3 separate regions of the Zea mays genome follow, and all the other regions are linked to region 2. A link is a contact called in public Hi-C data. All regions are on one chromosome and are shown on one strand. The core of a region is the stretch at or near the end of the contact, and the rest is flanking DNA. Distances in the headings are between cores, read along the strand shown.

Region 1 (2,700 bases), core at 112-2,611, 590 kb after region 2:
GATACTATTTTATGGAGGTGGAGTTACAGTTCAAGTAGTGCATACAAAATTCAGTTCACAACGAATTTTTGTAAAATCAAAATTTCTCCTATATGGAAAGCGAGAATTGAGCCAAAATGTCGTTTTTTCGTATGGACCATGTTGTATAACATAATTTTGACTGCAGACAACCTACAAAAGCGAGGATGGCCTTGCAATCCAATTTGTTGTCTTTGCAACTTATCACAAGAAACTATGCCTCATTTAGGCAAAGACTGCCCGTTTTTGTAGAGGTTTGGAACATGATCCTATCTTGGGCCAATCTGTTCTTTCTAAGTGTCGTTTCTAACCCCGGGTCGTTGTAGTTGTATGATTGGTGGAAGAGATTAAGGAATCGTTGCTGCAAGGAGTCAAAGAAGATTTTCGATGGACTCCTCATCTCTTTCTGGTGGAATATATGGTTAGAAAGAAATAACAGAATCTTTCATAGACTTCAAAGATCTGCTATCCAGGTTATGCAATTGGTGAAAGATCAAATTGTGAGTTTTAGTGTATGCAATTGGTGAAAGATCAAATTGTGAGTTTTAGTGTATGTTAGATTGAGTTAGTGTATGTTTTTCTCTTTTTTTGTTTTTTCTTTTGCTCAGTCTTCAGTATCTATTTCTCTTCTAATATATTGATGAGGCAAGTCTTTTGCCGCTTCCTTTAAAAAAAGAGTAATTCTAATCTTCATACACTAGTTTTCAGTGTAGCCTTTTTCCTATGTGGTTAACTGTCCATAGATTATGCCATACCTCTCCTAAACTGGACTTCAACGATGTGAGGTCCAATCTTATTCATCTCGAGCGGCTAGATTTTCATATCATAGAAGTGATGATTTATCTCAAGTTTGCTCTTACTCATCTTTTGTTTATTTATATTTTTTATTTTTGGATTCAGAGAAACGTCATATTCACAACTGCAACTAGTGCGTGGTGATCTGGATGAAAACAGTCAGGGGAAGGCAGAGGTTTTTGTCTAACATGGAGTTTTTTTCAGTGATTTTAGATATTCTTACAAGCTGTAACACAATCAAGCAGATAAGATCCTGCTGATATATATGAATTAAGCTTCTTATCTTTTTAGTTCCAGTAGCAAAGTACGTTTACTTGCAGTTTGTTGGAGGGACTTGTGATGGCTTTTGATATTACTTCATGAGTCAATTGCTAATTAGCAATTGGCTACTATATATAATCTGATGCCATGTATGATATATATAAGACCACAATTTTTTTTTCTTTTGTTTTTTAATTTGTCATCACAGGCGCGCGTTGTCTTTGCACTGTCTGTGATACGTGCTCATCACAGGCGCGGTGTTTTTTGCACGTATGTGATAGGTTGCGGTCCTTACAGCAGATCGACACGCTAATACGCTATGGTAGACACAGCAAACCCGTGTTTGTGATGACCCTAGGACGCGTCGTCCGTCCGTTGACGTGCTCTTCTCACGTAGTGTATGTAACCAAGAGCAATGATGTCTATCTGTATGTGAAGTATATTTGACTTAGTAAAGATAATCTATATTGCTTATATATACACCTAACTTGGATAAAAAAGATTTGTTTTTTCTCCTAGTACAGTTGCGTATCATTCAAAAAAGAACACAAGTCAAGGCTAAACTGTTCCATTCACTAGTACACAGAGGCTCTATAGTGGCGGTTCTAGAGCTGTTTGTACTGTCGTTTTTCAGTGCCGCCAGTGCTAGGGGCCAGTAGCGGTTCCCAAGCCGGGTCCACCTGGTTTTTTTACTGGCGCGCGGTAACTGAAAGTCTGAAACCGCCAGTGATAATTTATGGGTGCCGCAGGCTTTGAGCTCTTTTCTATTAGTGATTATTTGATACTTCAATCCAAGTTCTGCTTGCTGCCAGAACCCAGAACGTCTTATTGTTATTTTAATACTTTCTCTATTCCAATTTATAATTTGTTTGACTTTTTACCGATTTAATCAGCTTGTTTTATTTTATAAATTTTATAATTATTATTTATTTTTATTGTAATGTCGTAGTATGAGCTTTGATTGTATCAATTTCTGCAAAAAAATAATAAATCGACTTTGTTAAAAAGTCAAACAGATTATAAATTAAGACTGCCGAAGTATGTTATCTGATGGATACAACGAAATGACGTTAGTGTCTAAAAAGTATATAGTAATCTGCTCTACCACGGTGAATCAGATAGTAAATAGTAACTTTCATGTCTCGTCTCACAGTAGTAGGCCATGAACTATTTTGCACTGCATTAATGTAGTGTTTGGTTTGAGAAATGATATAGTCTATCATCTTCTCACTCCTCACTTTTTTGTTTGGTTTGTGGAATAGAGTGAGTTAATTCATCACCACCTTATTCTTTATAGTTAGTTGTTTAGTACTAATATGTGGAATGGAGTCATCCCACCAAATTTGAAGAATGGATCTATGATGCACCACTTCATTTTGGATAGAGTGATTCATCAAACCAAACACCTCATAAGTGTTGCATAACTCCTAAGGGTCTGTTTGGAAAACTATTTTCTAGTCCTAGGACAATAGCATTTTGAGCATGGATAAATTGTATACATGCTACTCAACTTTTACAAAATTATATAGCTAATATCTATTTTTGCAAAAATTGACCCGAGAGCATACCATGGTATTTTAGGCCAAAAGGTGTTCACGAGCACACCTACCTAAAAACTCTATCTTA
Region 2 (2,700 bases), core at 198-2,697:
AAATAGGAGAAGAGAAACAGTTGAAGGATTGTCCGAAAGGAGGATATATTTGTACCTGTCCAGTACTCCTGCCAATCGCAGCTTGTTCCCTGAGAAGAACTTGATCAGCTGAGTCTGACGGCTCCTCAACATCAAACTTTGCTCTGTCAAAATCTCTCAAGTCAAGGAGAGAAGTATGCTGTTGTTTTGCCCTGAGACTTGATCGAAGCCGATAGAATTCCTATATTTGATGAAACAAATCATGGTGTCAAAATGGGAGTACAGTCATGTTATATACGGTGCTTTCTTAGCAGTACATTCAAAGTAGTTATGATGAATGGAACTTAGTAGTCTAAGAGGCAACCAGAACCTGAGTAAGGTCTTGCAAAATCTCCATATGACGAGTCAGAGTATGAGAAAGAACTTCAGAACCTCCTGATGATACCCAAGTTTGCATTTGCGAATTCACTTGCTGTAACTGCTTCAGTGATCTTTCTATATCAGACTCAATGTTGTCCTCTGAACCGTCTGATTTCATAGAAACCAATTTACGGTATGCAATCATTTGGTCATCTAACTGAGCTTCCAACCTCCTTGCCTGAAAGGGGAGGCAATAAACCATTCAAAACACGCTAAACCTTAGACACCATTAATCAGACAAGACAAGAAAAACAGGAGTATCCTACAGCATCATGAAACCACAAAGACGTAAAGTTAGCTAATACAGTATGCCATGTTTCCGAGCATTGGCAGTCTTAAACCACTATAATCATATTACCAGTAAACATACATGGCTTCGTTAGGAAGACAGAGAAAGTCAATGAAAGGTTCGTTTAGAGAAGCAGGAAACGAAATCTAGACAGTATAGCATTCTGCAATCAGTGCATCGTTGCTACAGGTTGCCCCTTCACTAGGAGAAATGCTAAATGACGTTACAAGCGAACAACTAGACTAACGGATCATCGAAACGAATCCAATTCAGCTTTTCTCGGCACAGCATTTACTCCCGACACGAGTACCCTACGGAATTCGACGACCAACAGAGCAGCCTCCTCTAAAATCGTCCCTCCTCACTTCTGCGCACCTGTATCCCCACTCCATCGCGGAGTTGACGGGAGCCAGATCCCAAGTAGAGACTAGGGTGGCCCATACGGGGCTACGCAGCCGCGAGACGGCGAGAGCGGGACCGAGAGGATCCATGGAACTGCGGATGGAAAGAAAAGCGCGTGTGGTCCGAGGGCCGGGTCACCTGCTTGCGAACGGCGTCCCAGGAAGACGCCTCCATAGCCCCCGCTTCCTCCTCGTCTTAGGCGCCTTCCTAGAGGTTCGTCGTGTCGGGAGGACAGAGATCCCGTCAGCCCGCGGCCACGGCCGCGGCGACTGGCCTAGATCTCGCGGCCCGCGCGGGCGCGGACGGCGAGCGAGCGAGCGAATAGGTGGGAGGGTCGAGGACGGGCGCGGAACGGGTGGTTGGTGGTGGCCGAACCTGATGCGCCGATGTGTTTGGCGAGGGCTCGTATCGGGTCCACAAACGACCGCCCGTGCACAAATGCACAACGCGCATCAAGTCCACACATCCGGCAACCAACGGTGGTCTTTTTTCAAAGAACCCCACGCTCAGCTCGTCACGCTCGCTTGCAATGTTGCAGAATTCGTCCACGCGGACGGTCCATCCGATCGCCGCTCACTCCGGCGACCCGCGCCCTCGCCGACCGACCCCTGCCAACCGACTGCAGCACACGGCAATCAACTGCCGCCCACGCCGACCGCCGCGCACCGTCGCCGTGACGGTTGGCTAGGATTACTACGGTGTTTGTAATCGCTCAACAAACGCAGGGAATTTGATGTTGTCATGTACGTAGTGTGTTTGGGATCAAATGGAATTTGCCGCTCAAAACAGTTTGTATGCTCCAGGACAGGTTCAGGCTCACATAGCCAAGCTGACATTGGATTCCTTTTCTTCCTCCTAGTTCAGGATCACATAGCCAAGATCCTTTTGCTGCTGTTTTTTTTTTGGAGAAGCAAACAAGCACACTGAATAGTAGTACTGGATGTTAGCTGAAATTTGGCTCTGTTGGCTCTGTATTTTTATGTGCAAACAAGCTCTGAGTGTTTTTGTTATTCTTATTTGCAAACAAGCTGTACAAATGCATTTGCTTGAATGTGCAAACAATATTGGTTACAAAATCAATTTCTGATCAAAATCAAAATGAACAAGCTGTACTTTATTCCTCCTTTCATATCTCAGGGTTACAGGCTTCACATGAGCCAACAGAACTCACGCCTCCAATGCAATCTACACAAGCTCCACATGAGCAATCTACAGAGACTCTAAACAAACAACTTTCTATAGGTATTGGCCTCCAATGCCATCAGCTGCAAACAAGAGCGTGATACAGACGCTTCACTCTTCATTTATTGAGCGATTCAGATAGGCACCACGCTTCTTCAGGCACGAATAGCACGCCATCTCCAAGGGTCGTGGAGAGATGCGCGAGGCTGTGCACGCCATGGCAGGGGACCCGACCGCGGTCTTGGAGATGGGCGTGAGCGCGCTGCTATCCCGCGAGCGCTACCATGGTAAGCCGCTGCAGGGAGCCTACGGACGACGGCTGTAAATAGTCGAAGCGGCCGGCGACGTGTGGACGGTGGGCGGCGACATCTGGGCATCTTCTGCCACAACCGCAGCTGGTGAGTGGTGACTGGTGGATATCTCCAACA
Region 3 (2,700 bases), core at 58-2,557, 780 kb before region 2:
GATTTGTGAATTTTTGGTGGCAACGTAGTTCTAAAAAATCGAAGGGACGTTGTTGGCCTACCTCATCCTACTTTAACATTAAACCAGACACACCCTTAATAAAACCTCTCACGCCAGGCCAACGGCGGCCTCGCCGGTGCATCCAGACAGCGGTCCAGCCACTGAAGCTCCCGTCGGGCATCCCAGGCCGTGCCCTGCCTGCCACGTGTCCCGGCGTTGAGCTTGGCACGAGCGGCAGGGAAGCGCATTCAATGGAGGGAGAGCGAAGTCTGCGTGGCAAGTAAATAGGTGTCCCAGTTCGGAGGTGGACTTTCTTCCCCTGGCCGTTGTTCTAGAGGATCGGCGATGGAGCGGGATCGACACCGCCGCGTCGTCGCCCGTCGATTTAAATGCTGGGGGGAACGGCCCTTGATTTGCCTGAACGGATCGGTAGGATACAGATACGGGGCCGTATAGTATACGTGTGGTGAATTGAATTGTTTAAGATTGCGTGGTCCAGATGGCACGCGCGGCGTTGCCGTTTGTGCTGTGAGTGAGAGCGTTAAGCTGGCGAAGGTTCAGCATTTCGGCTATATCACCATTGCGATGTTTCTCGCCAGGGGTACAACAACTACAAGCGCTGAATCGCAGAAAACAACATCGCGGAAAGCCGTTATGAAACGCATCCCGAGAGAGACTGGAACCAAAACTATTATTATTATTATATATAATAAAACCCCGGCGGTGACAGCGATCGCTTTTATTTGGAACACTTGGTAGGTAAGATAAGGCCCCGTCCTCCGTTTGAGGTGTGGGACTCCCCTGCTACCAAGGGCGGTGATCCGTTGCAGTAGGGTTGTTTGTTGTAGTAGGCCTTCAACCTTGTCATCTTCCATCCCCCCGTCCCTTTTGACGCCAGTTGATTCAGTCTCATCTGCCCAAACCGAACGGGGGGGGGGGGGGGGGGGGGGGGGGGGGGGGGGGGGGGGGGGGGGGGGGGGGGGGGGAGTGCAGTCACGGTCATGGCTCTGATCTGATCAGACCCCGTCTTCATCTTGACACGTACATATCCATGACAAAGAAAAGCGTTGGTTTAATTTGGTAGCAGCAGCGTGTCCAGATCCAGACCACTCTCAACTAAAGGACAAGGTGAGCGTGCTGCAATCTGCTCCGCATCGCAAACGGCCAAAAGGTCTCTGATAAATCCTTTCGCCCTTTTTTTATTGTTTTTTTGCTTGGCGTCCAGACAAAACGAGACATGAGGCGTTCGTTTGGGCCCATCTGATAACTGCTGGCTGGCTGGCTCGCTCGCTGCTGCTACGTCGCTGCGTCAGCGACCTGGGCTCGCTGCCAAGTCCCCCCCACCCCACCAACTCCAACAAAAAGGCAAGTTGGACTCCAACAACAGGAAATGGCAAGTTCTTCGCTATCCCCAGCCCATAAAACCCTCTCGACGGTGCTCCCATCGTCATCAGCTTGTCGTTGCCGCAAAATGATGGCCGGTTGTTCATCATGCATGATCATCACACACACACACACAGGTTCCTTGCTCATGCATCCAGAGACTTCCCCTTTGTCATGCATGTCCAGACAAAGTTTCAGTTCCTCCTCCCCCTCCCTTATTGTATTAACTGCTACCCAGCTTTGGCTGTACATCGATTTGGCAACAGGGCAAGCCGCCACTGGGATCGCGTAGCCTTCTAAAACCATTCGAAACTGGTGAGGACCAAACACTAGCCAAATCCAGATTCCAGACCAAACACTAGCTAGATTTCGCGACATGCATCACGACCGAAGGCAACTGATCTCGGCGCCACACCTCCAGCGTGTGGATGCAGTGCAGCCATGAGGCAGATAGATGCAACGAGATCCTCTGCCGTAAGCTCCTCCGGGCAGCACAAAGCACGGGCATCGTCATCCTGTAGGCGGTGGCGCATCCGGCGCGACGCTCGTGGAGAGCTAGTAGCTAGCCACCAAATAAAGGACTCCGCTCTCGATCGGCGCCGCGCGCATGCATGCTCCACAAGCTCTCGTGCCCCGCGCAACTTCGCCATGCCTAGGAAGAATGGCTACGTAGGCTGGTGATACCGAGTAATGCATGGCACTGTCAGAAACGTGCTCTTTATCGAGTGCTCGAGCTTTGCCGAATATAAAATCATGGGCACTCGACAAAGAATATTTTATCGAGTGTCACTCTCAACGAAAAATAACGCTCGCAAAGACCGGACCATTTTTGCCGAGTTGAACCAAAGACTTTGGTGCTCGGTAAGTACCATCGTTTTATCCAGCGCCAGAAGAACGTCCGCCTGCATTTATTCATTTGAGCAATGTCCCAGCCTCAAATTGGTCAGCAACTCTCTCCCCGCGTCGTACCCCCGGCTGGCTTAATTTCCTCGTAGGGTTCCTTGATGAGAAGCGAGGGACACCGCTGCCTGTGCAGCCACCTGCATGCATGCCAATCGAACCGACGCATAGCGAGTCCTTTGGCAGAGAGCTTACCGAAACTGTGCAATCATGAGGATCGAAATTCTTCCTTCTTGGAGGTGGAAGAACGTGTGTTGGCGTCGCTCCCTTCCTCGCTCTTTTTCCCTCCCCCACGACCAAGATTATCTATCTATCTCCATCCGGTAGTTCAAGCCCCCCACACGGACGGCCTCGTGATTATTGACGCTTGTAGTGTTGACATCTAGGGACACCATACGCACGAAACCAAAAAAATAT

Evidence for each region. Hi-C and Micro-C count contacts between places; a contact is called where the count stands out from the background.
Region 1: a Hi-C map of leaf mesophyll shows a contact between it and region 2, with 2.4 times the contacts expected there. The contact joins the enhancer-like site here to the promoter of LOC100282420 in region 2. A contact is called at or near these places in 3 of 25 Hi-C or Micro-C datasets (leaf and leaf mesophyll).
Region 3: a contact with region 2 is called in a Hi-C map of ear, with 2.6 times the contacts expected there. The contact joins the enhancer-like site here to the promoter of LOC100282420 in region 2. A contact is called at or near these places in 2 of 25 Hi-C or Micro-C datasets (ear and tassel).

What each region holds. Positions count from the first base shown.
Region 1 is chr2:185,131,037-185,133,736 of Zm-B73-REFERENCE-NAM-5.0, reverse strand. No RefSeq gene overlaps it. Among protein-coding and RNA genes, the nearest start is that of LOC111591061, 6.6 kb to the right of the region's middle. Within about 2 kb of position 1,361, at least 6 of the 20 cell types and tissues checked have an H3K27ac peak or open chromatin away from gene starts, as enhancers often do. A contact at or near this core is called in leaf and leaf mesophyll, where this site is marked.
Region 2 is chr2:185,718,395-185,721,094 of Zm-B73-REFERENCE-NAM-5.0, reverse strand. LOC100282420 (golgi SNARE 12 protein) reads right to left here and starts at 1,447. Exons shown (of 5, transcript NM_001155331.1): 1 at 1,229-1,447; 2 at 350-577; 3 at 56-220. The coding sequence starts at 1,264.
Region 3 is chr2:186,503,223-186,505,922 of Zm-B73-REFERENCE-NAM-5.0, reverse strand. No RefSeq gene overlaps it. Among protein-coding and RNA genes, the nearest start is that of LOC100193730, 9.2 kb to the left of the region's middle. Within about 2 kb of position 1,307, at least 20 of the 20 cell types and tissues checked have an H3K27ac peak or open chromatin away from gene starts, as enhancers often do. A contact at or near this core is called in ear and tassel, where this site is marked.